Linked DNA regions of Triticum aestivum: region 2 is linked to region 1. Evidence: chromatin contacts called from public Hi-C data. All regions are on one chromosome and are shown on one strand. The core of a region is the stretch at or near the end of the contact, and the rest is flanking DNA. Distances in the headings are between cores, read along the strand shown. Region 1 holds the start of LOC123044424 (zinc finger protein ENHYDROUS). Region 2 overlaps LOC123044425.

Region 1 (7,386 bases), core at 4,204-6,703:
GTATTTTATTCAATAGGCTCCGAGGAGCAAGATATTACAAACATGGGTCTCATGACCCAGCATTCAGAGCACACAAGTCAAAGCACAAGCGGAAGCTTAACATGTCTGAGTACAGACATCTACAAATGAAAAAGGCTGAGAAGCCTGACTATCTACCAGATCCTGCCAAGGGCACAAGATCGTAGCTGAGGTAACAAGCTAAACATCGAAGTTCAAGCGGAACTACTAGTGAGACGGAAGTCTCTCTGCAAAAACATAAAATAGGCAAACGTGAGTACAAATGTACCCAGCAAGACTTACATCAGAACTAACTACATACGCATCATTATCAACAAAGGGGATGGTGGGGTTTAACTGCAGCAAGCCAGCTTTGACTCGGTGGCTATCCTAAACTACGACTGCATGTAACTCTTTTGAGGTGGCGCACACAAGTCCACATATTCACCATATCAATACACCACTATGGATCCGCTCCCGTCTCCCTACGAGAACGCCATCCATAGCACTCACGCTTATCTTGCGTATTTTAGAGTATCCACTTTCACTTGTCTATGAACTGTATAGGCAACCCAGAGGTCCTTTACCGCGGACGCGGCTATTCGAATAGATGATGTTAACCCTGCAGGGGTGTACTTCTTCACACACGCTCTCGCCACTTACCACCATGTACACGTCATGTATCTCGGCAACCTTCAAGTGGAAGCCTGGCGAGGGTGTCGGCCACGGCCTACCTAAACACTCAAGTCTCTAGTCCAGGTTTATCGCCTATTCAGGTTCCATCCGCAGGGAGTCTGGCTGAGGTTTCCACATACGGCCCCGAACAATGTGTACAGGGTTCCGCGACACCAAACGGGCGCCCGGCATACCCGGCCATGTGCCTACCGCATCACAGCCCACCCCTCGGCTCAGCGCTGCCCACGGCCTCCAGCATACTACAAACACCAGAAACTACTTGCAACTCCTAGACAAAGGACAAGGGTGGTTAAGAACCCGAGAGGGTCAATTAAGGATCCCAATGAGTGGTAGTTGTTGTTTTGTTCATGGATCACAAACACAGAACTCAGTTCCTGAGGACGGCTTCAATGAGACAACCCACCATGTACTCCTACATGGCCTCTCACCGCTACCTTTACCAAATCGTGTTCACACACTTAGCTCACACTCAGTAGGACATGTTCACACACCTCTGATTCATCCCCGATGAATCAGACCTGACTCAACTCTAAGCAGTAGCAGGCATGACAAACAAGCATGAATGAGTAGGCACATCAGGGCTCAAACAACTCCTACTCATGATAGTGGGTTTCATCTATTTACAGTGGCAATGACAGGTCATGCAGAGGAAAAGGGGTTCAGCTACCACAACAAGTAACACATGAGTCATTGTTGTCCTAATGCAGTAAAAAAGAGCAGAGCGAGAGAGTGGGTTTGTATCGGAATGAACAAGGGGGTTTTGCTTGCGTGGCACCTCCGAAGATAGTATAGCTCTTCATCGGTGTCATCGATCACATCGTCGAAATCACGTCTATCGAGAGGGGGCAAATACCGGCAATGGAGAAGGAAACACAATCAATGCAATGCACAATATGATGCATGATCATGACATGGTAATATGCTGTGATGTGAGCTAATGCAACTAGCAACAGGTTAGATGAAGTTGGTTTGAATCCAAGATTCAAATTCAAACCCCATATGTGGATATTCAAATGCCATTTATATGATTTGTCCTAAACAGTAGTCATAAGTGGTTCTAACATGCATGAAACAAGTACAGATGGATAGATTGGATTTTTCTGATCATTTTTCATATATAAATTATTACATTCTGAGTTACGGTTGAATTTCTATGAATTTTAAAAGTTTAGAGCATTTTCTGCAATTTCTGGATTATTTAAAATTAAACTAAATCCAAAAAAAGATTTACTGTGTCAACATGACATCATCATGACGTCAGCAGGTCAACCGAGTTGACCAGGGTCAAACCTGGCTGGTGGGACCAGCGTGTCATTGACACAGGGACTAATGCCGGTCAAATCCAGCGCTGACTGGGTTTGACCCCGCACTGGGGTCCATGTCAATGGTTGTGGGTTCTAACTAAACGTGGTTAGTACCTAAGCTAATGACGCCACGTCGGCACACCGGAGAATGGCCAGGGGCGACCTCAAGACACGACGAAGGGTTCCCGGAGTGGCGCTACATGCGGTGTTGGGCCAAGCCAAGGGCACCAGAGGGTTGCCCTTGCTCACGCGCATCCAAGGGAGGCACGCGGGAGGGCGCGGGGTGGCCGGAGCTCGCTGGAACGAGCTCGTGGCGGCGGTCGAGGTACGGCTTTGAGCGGGCGCAGGCTACATGGCACGGGGAAGCTCTCTGAGGGGCTCGCCGGACTCCTGGTGAAGCAAGGAGGGCGATGATGCGTGTGGGAGCCACTGCTTTGGGCTCTGGCCACAACGGCGCCATGGCCGGCGGTGGGGAGCTTTCGAGTGCGGCGGCTGCGCAAGCTAGGGGAAGCAATCAAACGGGGGGAGGGAGGAGGACAGAGCAGGACCTCACTGCGCGTCGTTTGGCGGCGTCGAACGGCTCAGGGAAGGCCGGACGGCGTCGGAATCACGGCGGCGATCCCCGGGACCCGAGGATGAAGATGACGTCGATGGCGGCGCTCGGGGCTTCCGTGCTTCCTTCCTTCGGTGCAGAGGTGAAGCGCGAGGTGGCGGAGGCTCTGGATAGCTCGGGGAGGGGAGGCGACGGCTGTGGGCGTGGCAACTCATGGCGGCGTGCTCGGGCGCGTGAGAGGGAGAGCGAGGGAGAGAGACAGAGGAGAGGGAAGGCACGGGGGAGAGTGAGAGAGGGTCCAGGGGGTGTGTGGCGTTGCGGAGGGGGTCCAGGGCGATGAGGGGGCAGCCAGGCAGGCAGCTGCCGGCGTGGCACGCCGTGGCGCGTGGCTGTCTTCTCCTCTGCCTTCTGGCAGGAGGAAGAAGACGCCCCTGCCCTCGGTGGGCTGGCTAGCTGGCTGGGCCACCAGCTAGGCCGACCAGGTGGCTGCACAGGTAAGTCCTTCTCTCTCTCCTTTTCTTTTATTTCTATTTCTCTTTTGTTCTGTAAGTTTGTGGCATTACTAAAAATATCTAGGCACTTTCAAAAATCACCAAACTGTGCATTGCCCAATGTTTAGAATATATCCAACATGGAATATTTTAGTTTGAGATTATTTGGACATTTAAAATATTTACTAACATTTAAATGCCCAAATGCAATTAACTAATGATTTAATCCAGTGACCTTAGGATGTCCTAGAAATTTGTGCATCATTTTTGTCAGAGGTTTAAGACCAAGGCAAAGATGATGAACATTTTAGAAGGGCATTTCAGGTTCATTGAAAATATTTCATTGTGACCTTAGTTGGATTTCATTTGGTGCTAGGGTTTGAACATCCCCATTTCAAGTTTAGGCCAAATTTAAACATGATGCACACATGAAGCTAGCCTAGTGCATTGCCAGGAGCTAGGGATGTGACAGTGCACTACTATCCAATGGTAACAACATACCGCTGGCTAGCACATCACCCAATTTGTTTTTGCACGACAAGGTCTAAAGGGGAAATATGCAAGTTCACAGAAGATATGTAAAATAATTATCAATATGCTTAAACAAATGATACTTATTTGGAGAAACGTCTACTCTTTCATGAAAAGAAGGATCGCTTCCCATTTTGCTCCTTCTTTCGTCCAAACACCTTACTACGCCCTCCCATATTCCTGTTTTGACCCCCCCCCCCTCTCAAATCTTTGTTTTTTCCCTAGGTTTCCATGAAGACCGCCTCAACCGCGCCCCAAAAAAGGGCCACTAAAGTATCCACCGCAAAAAAACACCTTTTGGGTCAAAGCCGCCTCCCCCCTCCTGCGCGCAAAAAAACACAGGCAATAAAGTTTTTGTTTGGCATAATATGTATGCCTCCGTTGCAACATGCAATTTCCTACTATAAATATAATGTTTATTAGAGAAAATGCCTACACTACTCTCACCGAAAGGAGTGTAATGTAAATTCATAAAATGTAAAAGTATTTATCGGTGCACTTTTGAAAGAGTACTTACTAGGGAAACACATGCGACTTCCCCCCTGCAAAAAGGAGTGGAAGACCATTTCACATAAAGTGAAACAATACATTTATCAGCATATATGGTTCGAAAAGATCACTTTCAGGAGAAACGCCTGAACTTTGCCCCGCCGAAAAGAAGTACTCCTACTAGCAGAATAAAACGTTCACCAAAACGGCACCCATTTCCATGGGATTGCTAGCAAGTGTCACCCTCGCTTGCCTGCTTTGGCCTCCGTACGCGGTGATAGATCCAACACACAGCACGCAGGAGGTGGGTCTAGGCGACGGCAGCTAAAATATCCTCCCCCATCGACACGAAACCTAGGCGGAAAAACAAGAGCTACCAACACGTAAAAGTGAACCTTTTTTATTGGTAGTCCACCTTTGGAAGAAACAAGCTCTAGCTCACGAGTTTACTATCCGCCCCAGTCGCCCAGAGGGAGGAGGGGCCCCGTGCCCCCGTCACCCCGTCGAAGACGACTAGTCCGCCTCGACAGCGTGGGGGAATACGGCTCGCCGACTTCTTTCACAGTCCGTTGCGCGCGAATACGTACGTATGCCCGCGCCGTCGCGCGTACGTATGGCCGCAGCGCAGCGGCTTCCGTTACTGCCTGCCGTGCCGTGACCCGAGGCGCGGGCGGGGGCGGGGCGACACGACAACCCCCACCGCCATGTGGATAACGGCGATCTCTGAGCAGCCGCGCTAGCTGGGGCCAGCATCGCTTTCCGCCCTTATCAACTCCGGGGAGATCCAGCCGCTGCGCACCGCGTGGTTCCATTTCCCTTCGCTGGACACGACTCCTCCTCCTTTTTCCGTCCTCGCCGCAGACATCTTTCGGCTTCGCTCACCTGACGATTAAATCCGTTCTTCCTCCCTGCAAAAAAAATAATATTAAAAAAATCCGATCTTCCCACAAAGCATCCCAGCCATTTTTTTGAGGGGCCGAGCAGTAGCATCCCAGCAATTTTTCCGAGGCACCAAGTAGTAGTAGCAGCAGCAGCATCTCATTGGTGTATAACATAATTGTACTAGTACTGGTAGTACTTGTACAGTACTTGCGGCGGTATCAGCTGGTCGACCATACGTAGGTACGTGGAATTGAGGGGGGAGAAGGCACAGTGATGGAGGCGATTGGACACGGGCGATTTTTCTCGGGGTGTGGGGCTGGATTTAAAAGGGGGCAAGCTAGCCACCAAAAAGGGTGTCCCCGCAGGGCAGTAAACGGCAGGGCGAGACCACGTGCGCACGAATCACGGCGCGGAATCCGACGGCGGCGAGGGGACGCTACCCACCCCGCACCCAAAAGCCAACGTGCCGGATTGGCACCGCGCGGTACACACACCACCCCACCCCACCCGAGCGAGCACCGCAACGCCAACGCCAACGCCTCATCCGATGCCGCGGCCGCTCTGACTCCCATCCATCTCCCCACACCCCCAACCCCCAATCGAAAGCAAGACAAGCCAAGCCAGCCAGCCAGCCAGAGAAGAAGCGAAGAAAGGAGGAGAGAGAGAAAAAAAATCCTCCGTCCACCGCCTCCGCCGCCGCCGCGCCCTCCGTTCGCTGACGCGGGTCGCCTGGGCGCCGATAAGGGGCAGCTGGAGGGCTGTGAGCTGAGCGGAGCGGCGGCCGCGGCGCCAGATCGACCGGGGATGCCGCCCAATCCGACGGAGCCGGAGCAGCCGGAGGCGGCCGCCACGCCGGCGCCGCCCAAGAAGAAGAGGAACCTCCCCGGGACGCCAGGCGAGACCGCGTGCTTCGGGTTTTGCGGGGTGGTTGGTACGGCTCGCGCGAGCTTTCTTGGTCTGACGGTGGTCGGTTTCCGTGTGCTTGTGCAGATCCGGACGCGGAGGTGATCGCGCTGTCGCCGGGGACGCTCATGGCGACCAACCGGTTCGTGTGCGAGGTGTGCGGCAAGGGCTTCCAGAGGGACCAGAACCTGCAGCTCCACCGCCGGGGGCACAACCTTCCGTGGCGGCTGCGGCAGCGCGGCCCCGGGGCGGCGCCGCCGCGCCGTAGGGTCTACGTCTGCCCGGAGCCCGGCTGCGTGCACCACTCCCCCGCCCGCGCGCTCGGGGACCTCACGGGCATCAAGAAGCACTTCTGCCGCAAGCACGGCGAGAAGCGATGGGCCTGCCCACGCTGCGGCAAGCGCTACGCCGTCCAGGCCGACCTCAAGGCCCATGCCAAGACCTGCGGCACCCGCGAGTATCGCTGTGACTGCGGCACACTCTTCACCAGGTACTGCTTCCAGCTCGGTTCCCCCCAATTTCGATGCTCCTTTCTCCTTCCCTTGAGGGGCAAATGTTTGTGCTTTTGTTTCATTCATCAGTCGGCGTGCTGGCTTGATTCAGGAGGGATAGTTTCGTGACACATCGCGCTTTCTGTGGCGCTCTCGTCGAGGAGACCGGCAGAGTGCTTGCTGTTCCGGCGCCGCCTTCGCCTCGGCCACCTGATTTGCAGGAGGTTGAGGAGAATGTGGACAAGGACAAGGAGAAAGAAGAGGAGAATGTGGATAAGCACAAGGAAAAGGAGGATGAGGAGGACAAGGGGGGAGAAGATGAAAATGAGACTTCTGCCGTGGCCGAGGTGGATGAGCCGCAGAACGTTGAGGCAGCAATGGAGGAGCCACAGCAGCAGCGGATTCCGCCGTCGCCATCTCCAACGCCGACATCTCCAACGCCACAGGAGCAGCAGCCAATGGTGGCAGTTGTGCCAAATTTGGATGGTATGCTTCTTTTGCATTTTGCAATGTGTTTGTCTTACTATCTATTCATAGACTATGTTAGATTTATAGCAAAGTCATTCTCCCTAAATCCATCTTTATTTGTTATTACTGTAACAAAAAAAAAGGAATACATGAGTCTTGTTTCTTTCCCAATTTAGCTAGTCTTATGATCATTTAGGCAACAATGACGAGTGACTTGTTCTTCCGTACTGTGCCTATATGTTACAGAGCCAGTGGTGGTTGTGGAGCCAATTGTGGATATCAAGCAAGAGGAGGAAGATAAGCGAGATGAAGATGTTTGCTTCCAGGAAGCTGATAAGTACGACGGCGCTGAACTAGAAGACTCCAACTTGCCAGATAATGATACCCCGATGCCTCCTTGTTTCCTCCCCTCGCCCTCGGATGCCATTGGTACAGATGGCAGCAGCACCAGTTGTGGCACAGTCAGCAGTGCATCTAATTCCATTGCGCCAGCAACGACGACTAGCACATTTGCGGGGCTGTTTGCATCAGCCACAACAAGCACAACTCCCCAGAGTAGATCGCTGCGTGATCTTATCGGT
Region 2 (7,386 bases), core at 1,574-4,073, 460 kb before region 1:
GAGGTTCAGACCTTTCTATACAAGTTTAATGATATGGTTGAGTACTATTGGCATCTGTATTTTAGGCTGTTTGATCACCAATCGGCATGAAGCCTACTGTTTTAACTACGAACCACCTCAAGTTTCATAGTCAACTACCTTCAAAAAACTGTCTTGGTCAATGGCATTTTCTATGGCTCTCTCATATAGACTTATAGAGTGGTTTTATTATTTATGATTTTTTCTCTCAGATATGCAACGTTTTTAAGTTCGTGACCTTTATCTTGATGAAACCATCTTAATCGTATGTAGGAGTGGTGGACATATGTTTGTATGGGGCCTTCTGATCCTCAACCAAATTGGCACCTTGGGATGCGCGGAACCCAGCATCGGGCAGTGATGTGGAGAGCATGGAAGGAGGGTGGCACAGGATTTCTTTACTGGGGTACCAACTGCTACGAGAAGGCTATGATTCCAAGTGCCGAGGTATGCTATACATTGGAAAACCTCTTGATACAGTGGGGTGACATCAATCTATGAAGGGTGTGATCATTTTTTACAGTAGAATTTGTGTAAAAGTTGCCTGCTAGTTTTTGTTCGCGGTGACATGTGGGGTGTAAGTTTGAAAATCCCCCTGGTTCAAGTACCAAACCCTTGTTCAAGCACCGAACAGACAAAAAAATCCCAAGTATTTTTTGGAGGTTGTTCCTAACCCATCAAATATCTCTTCAAAAGTTCCATTAGATTCATTTTGTGTTGGGAGATATGTCTGGCATGTTATAGGTTAAAAAATGTTTGTGTTGCATTGTAAGCAAGAAAACATGATTTAGGATGCTTGTTTGCTCATGGAAGTTTCAAGTTCACATTCATTTTTTGTTGGTAAACATGGAGGTAGTTGGCTTGCATGAAATATGATTGTGATTAGTTGCATATATCTTCAGCACTGTCCCATTTTATGTTCCCATCTATGAACTTGATTCGCAATAATTAAAATTTATTGTATTTGGTGCTCATATTTTAAAATTTTATGGTATTTTCAAGAAATATTACCTGTACATGGGTTTGAATGTTGAACTTATATGCATACAGCATGTTTTGCTATTGAGTAACAAGTAGTCCCTCTTTAAAGAAATATAAGAGTGTTTAGATCATTAAAGTAGTGACCTAAACGCTCTTATATTTCTTTACGGAGGGAGTATAAATGTGTAAGAAAGTGATAAGATAGTTTTCTTACTAAATTAAGACTAGAAGTCTAATAGATATGTATCTAGTAACTCTTATTTTAGTGCATCTGTGGATGGGTTGTCTTATGTTCTACTCCCTACATTTAATCTTAAACTGAACTTTCAGCATCTGTATTGTTACATGATTTAGTGCTTTAAATATGCCATTTCCTGTTAATTCAGGTATCTGACATCGTTATTCCGACTTCAATGTTTATTTTGCATTTCAAATTTAGACTGTTTTTGTTTACTTGGTATATTATGTTTAATCTTATTCTCAAACTTGTGTGTTTGTAGATCTGTTTCCGACGCGGCCTTCCTCCAGGCGATGGGGTTCTGTTTTACCCTGGCGAGGTGTTTTCTTCATCAAAGGAACCAGTTGCGTCCCTGAGGCTTGAACGCATTCTCAGTGGCATGCAGGTGATACTTTCTGTTTTTGTTTTTTGAAATGCTACTCCCGCCGTTCACTATTATAAGATGTTTTAACTTTTTTCTGATTCAGATGTATATAGACGCATTTTAGTGTGTTTGTTCACTCGTTTCAGTCGGTAGGTAGTCCATACTGAAATATCCGGAACATCTTATATTTAGAGCGGCGGGAGTAGTTCATTTTTTGTCCTATTTCACCAGTTCACCTTACCTTTTGTTTGGTACAACTGTTGGCTTAGATTGGTTACATAACCAAATGAATTCTTCCAGCCTTTCACTTTAAACCAATTTCCAGTAGAGAACTGTGAGCTGACTGAAACTTAGCTAACAGTTGATTTCTGGATTTTGTAACGCAGGACATTGAATACTTGAACCTTTACTCCTCAAAGTACGGCAGGGAGGAGGCCTTGGCCCTCCTGGAGAAGGCTGGCGCGTATCTTGGCCCGGATCGCTATGCACATGATCATGGGCCAGTTGATGTGATGCGCGGTGAGGTATACCGCACCTGCAGATCTTAGGGCAGCCATGCATACCTGTCGTTCTTTCTTTCTTCCATTGCACCATATCTGTTGTTGTATGTGGCTTATTACACTGTATTAGCCCACTGAAACTCGCTAAATACTTTTGAGCAAACTCGTCAAAGCTAGTATAGTAATTGTAGATGCCTGTACTAAGTCAGTGACAATTAATATGGATGGGAGGGAGTAGTGGTAGTGTGGCCATCTGGGCCTTGTACATATACGGACGCTCTTTTTGAATCTTGTCTTTTTTTTTTCTGTTTGTGCTGCGCCTGCCATGATGAATCGTTTGTTGTCGAGGGTTGCATTTCAGTACCTGGAGAGTGGGGTGGGAGACAGAAACGATACCTGGAAAGAGTTTTTCGCCAAAAGCCCCAGGACACTTGAAGGGCCTAGTCAAATAAGGAATTGACTGGCCGACAACGCCAGGCTGCCTCCTTCACCACTGGTACGGACCCATATGTCTCAACGAATCCCCTTGTAAAGAAAATCTATCCCCAACGAATATCTCATCTGTCAGCTTTTGGCTACACTTGGCGACGCATCGAAAACCATTTCAAATGTTCTGGCAAAGGGCCGCCGACAGATGGGACCCAGCCCCACCAGTCCACCCAATCGTCCGAGCTGTTTTCTTATCCGGGCCCTTCACTCGCTCCGGCCTCTTCATGCCCGTCCCTGCCGCGTACCCTACCCTCCTCCACTATGTCCTACGGACACGCAACAGCATCACGGGCCACACACAGAGGCACCCCTCTCGAACCCGAAGTGCATTTTATTATTTGCCAAAAACCCGCGGCATCGATTCTCATCTCATTTCAACAAGTGACACAATGCCACAATGGTGCCCTGTCCCTCTCCAGTCTGGTAGCTCCATCACCTTGGCCCCCAGCGGCCAGAGCCATTCCAGGATCTAATGAACATGTATACGTTATTTGTGTTATCCTTTATTATTGCAGATTACCTTGTTGGGGAGGCTGGGGGGGTCCGCACAAGTGGACGGTCATTATCGCAGATCCATGATCATTCGAAAGATCTCCGACATCTCCATTGTCAATTAGCTCTTGCCTTGATCCAAACCGGCTGCACAAAGCTTTCTTTATTTAATTTAATTAAAAAGAGTCCGGAGAAAAGCTTCTTCTCACTACACTGCACTGCACACCGGTGCAACGCTTCTGTGCTTGCCACTTGGCTGATCTGCCTGTTGTTATCGGTCTACCCAGGTTAGATTATGTGATGTCTTTTCTACTTTCGAGTCGTAACCTCCTCCTGCCTTATTGCACTAGACTGTAGCCGCGAGATTCTTCCACTGGAGAGTGGAGACACCCGTGATGCTGTTGCCATTGACCAGATGCATCAGCATCGTCACACCAAACAACCGGCGCTATTGGTTCAAGGTATCTAGGCTGAATGAACAGCCGGCGCTAAGTACGAGTGGCAGTTTACCCAACGCCGTCCAGTCCTCTTTCACATGCCGGTTTCCTAGTTTTCGTTTTGGAGCATCCCAGAAAGAAACGACCCAGAAAACGGCGGCGCCCGTCTGGTCTTGCGGCGGGCTGGTGCCCATCTTACGCGACGGCCGGTGGCTGCACGGCGATTCTCCGATACTCTGGTGATCTCATGGAGCAACGACCCGGCCGTTCTCTCGTCTTGGAAAGGACTCGCACCGCGGCTCGCTCTTCTGCCCGGCTGATCGCAGTTTTGTTGAGATTCAGTTAGAGACGGTTGTCCTTGTCCGGCCTACCTGACGTCGACGCCGATCCCTGTGCGGTCTTGTATAGCTGTGACTTTGCCATTCATGCTCAGCTCGCCTGCAGGCTGCATCCGCATATCTCCGGACCGCACGAGATCATGATGGACGACCGGATCCTGGTGAAACTGAACCGAAAGAGCTAACCACACAAGGATGCTACGGTGGAACCATGGAAGAAGCACAAGGAAGGGATTACCAAGTGCTGTTCATGTGCAATTTTCACGCCACGGATAGTTTTGTAGCTGGATACCAGCGGCAGTGCGTGTTGGTCAATGATCAGTTGCTTGAGGTTTCTCTTGCGTGGAAACGACTTTTCACTTTCACCCAAGGGCCGGGGATGGGTTCCACCGGCGAATGGTTTCTTTTCGATTCCCCAGGACAGGAGGCTCCCCGTGAATGATTGAATTGTTGCGCATGGCTCGTTTGTCTCCAACTGCTTGGCCGTAGTGGCCAGCCTTTCCTTTTCGTCCGGGAGCTGATTATATTTTTGTGGAAGGTGTCTCCCGTTTATACTATATTTCAAATAGCGATTAGATACTAGCAGTACGGTTACAGTCACGGCCATGCGAAATTGTTTCTGCCTTTCGTTCTAATCTGGGGTGGCGATTGATGCACAGATTTACTCTCGGTTACCCGTTGGTTGGCTTTTAATAACAAATCTAGGGGCGCAGATGGAAGCCTTTCGTCCCCGTGGAACGGCGGTGCCGCACGGCGAGAGAGGAGCAGAAAAGATCTTTGGCGGAGAGAGAGGACCACGAGCAAACGGGGAACGTGTGACTGTGAGCGTGCGAGAGCTGGAAGCCTGGAACCCAGAAATAACAGATCGTTCAACAGTGCAAATAGACATGCATGGATCCAAATGGGAGGGTGTACACCTTGTACTGCTCGTTCCTTTTTTTTTTCCTGAACCGGAGGCAAAAGATTTGCCTCGTCCTTTAGAGGGTGTTACAAACGACACGGTTACATAAAGCCTCACTCTCCCAATATTATAGTTTACCTATAAGAGCATCTACAACCGGACTTGACAAATCCGACCCGTACGCGTCAGGGCACGCCCGCGGGCGCATCCGGACGAGCCCTCATATTTTTGTCCCGCCATCCATGTATCTCAAATCCGGACTCCCAAATCCATGCAAATACATGCACGTCGATAATACAAGCCAATGTCGCATGTAAATAGCAAATGTTGGTAGAATCATAGATAATGTTTATATAAAATTTATTTTAAGTGCCAAACTCAAGTATTGGCTCCTTGGTTGCCATTGTGCATCCACATGTGCTCCACAAGATCATTGAATAGTTGCATGTGCACCTGCTGATCTCGAAGATTCTGATGCATGTGCAAAAAGTTCATAAGCTGAGCCGCATCTTGATCTTCCGGAATTTCAACTTGTTCTTTAGGTGCTTCGAAATCACTACACCATCACCCTCATCCTCGACAATCATATTGTGCAGAATAACACAACATGTCATCAGCTGCCACAAAGCTTCTGATTCCCACATCATTGCAGCGCTCCACACAATTCCCCAACGAGCCTGAAGCACACCAAATGTCCTCTCCACATCCTTCATAGCCGCTTCATGCATTGTTGCAAAGTGGCTCGGTTTATTGTCATGCGGTTCAGATATGGTCTTCACAAACGCCGTCCACTGAGGATAGATACCATGGGTAAGATAGTATCCCATGTTGTACTCTCGGTCGTTGACGGTGTAGTTGCACGACGGCGATTTCCATTGCAAAGCCTCTTGAACACTGGAGATCATTGAAGCACATTGATGTCGTTGTGAGTACCCAGCATTCCAAAGAAAGCATGCCAAATCCATAAGTCATGTGATGCCACCGCTTCTAGTATGATGGTGGCCTCTCTGGTGTGACCTTGATACATTCTCCGCAAACCTTTGGGGCAGTTCTTCCATTGCGAATGCATGGAATCAATTGATCCGAGCATGCCTGGAAACCCCCTTGCCTCTCCAATAGCCAACAACTTCTCCGTGTCCTGCGCATTTGGTTCTCTGAGATACTCAGGTCCAAACACCACCACCACGACGCGGGAAAATTTGACAGTAGTCTTCAAGCACGTGCTCTCCCCGATCCTAACCATCTCACCAACGACATCTGCAGCAGTACCAAGTGCAAGCATCCTTAGAGCAGCCATGCACTTCTGCTTGACCGAGAAAGAGTTGGCAACAACAATCCCTTGTGAAGTAGTCGTCGTGTGCCTCCACTCCTTCCACAATGCGCAAAAACAATGGTTTCCGCATGCGAAAACGGCGATGAAACCATGGATCGTCTGAGAAGGTAGGTTTGGGAGCAAAGTAGTCCTTGTGCAGTAGCTTTGCTCCGGACACCCTGCCCCGATTGATCACACTCCTCCCTTTGATTGAGCCCTTGAAGTTGAGAATATGCTCCACTTGCCGGTCTATTTCCTCTTGCATGCTCATGAGCATAATCATGTCCACTTCTTCGTCTGAACCCAACGAATAGAAGAACTCATATTGAATAATTTTGTCAAGCTCGTTCGGTCCATACTCCTCGTCCGATGAAGCATCGGAATCCATCATTTTCCCTAAAAATCACAACAAATCCGGCCGGACAATGTGTCGAACACATCAAGTGCAAGGCAGCGCCAGAGAGTTGCCGGACATACCACGGTGGCGTCCGGGCCGACGACAACGTCGCCTCGGCGAGGACTGCTCTTCCAGAGCTGGCGGCGGAGAGCCTGGGAACGGCTGCGGAGCGGGCGCGGCGGCAAAGCGCGAGAGAGACGACACGACGGAGGAAGAAGTGAGGAGATATCAAATGGATCCGTCTAGTCTTGGGGGTGGATTTGGTACATTTTGGGGTGGGGTCGGGTTGTCGGGTCCGACATGGTGGGCGTGCCTGGGCGCCCCCATATCCGCCCCATATTTGGGCTGGATATGAGGGGTGCCGATCAGCCGGGGCGTTTGAGGGCCGTTTGAGGGGGCCGTCTGGGTCAAAAAATCGTGACCGGGCAGTGACCGGGAGGCCCACCTGGGCGTATGAGGCGGGTTTGAGGTGCCGGACTGTAGATGCTCTAAATGTTTGCCACCCACAATAGTCTGAAGAGCGACCTCTTCCTTGATGAGGACGAGTAGGATTGGTGGTGGCAAGGACTCGTGTCAGAAGATCTATGCGTTATGCTTGATCCAGATGACCCAAGAAGAGAGCATAGTTAGGGAAGCCATGACCTTCCAATTCAGTCGTTGAGCGTCCGACATGCCAGGCCACCAAGCTTTTGGAAGGAATAATGCTCAATGATGAAGGATTAATTGAGTTGACATGAAGCCACTCCCTAACCATACCCAAAAGCCTAATGGTGAAGCGACACTTGAAGAAGAGATGATTAACAGCTTCGGGCTCCCTCTTTGCAAAGTGGACACATGACATGATTTGGCCAACCCCGTTTTCCCAATCTATGGGCAGTCCAAACTGTATTTTGGATAGCCATCCAAGCAAAGAATTTAA

What was found. A called contact is a pair of places that touch in the nucleus more often than the background predicts.
Region 2: a Hi-C map of leaf shows a contact between it and region 1, with 8 times the contacts expected there. The contact joins the enhancer-like site here to the promoter of LOC123044424 in region 1. A contact is called at or near these places in 3 of 5 Hi-C or Micro-C datasets (all in leaf) and 1 of 1 datasets of contacts at active chromatin or transcription factors (leaf).

Annotation. Positions count from the first base shown.
Region 1 is chr2B:216,685,917-216,693,302 of IWGSC CS RefSeq v2.1, reverse strand. It overlaps LOC123044424 (zinc finger protein ENHYDROUS), which reads left to right and starts at 5,453. Exons shown (of 5, transcript XM_044467161.1): 1 at 5,453-5,838; 2 at 5,934-6,336; 3 at 6,450-6,823; 4 at 7,052-7,386. The coding sequence starts at 5,748.
Region 2 is chr2B:217,139,153-217,146,538 of IWGSC CS RefSeq v2.1, reverse strand. It overlaps LOC123044425, which reads left to right. Exons shown (of 16, transcript XM_044467162.1): 14 at 292-465; 15 at 1,500-1,622; 16 at 1,988-2,407. The coding sequence ends at 2,149. Among protein-coding and RNA genes, the nearest start is that of LOC123044425, 12 kb to the left of the region's middle. Within about 2 kb of position 2,823, at least 6 of the 8 cell types and tissues checked have an H3K27ac peak or open chromatin away from gene starts, as enhancers often do. A contact at or near this core is called in leaf, where this site is marked.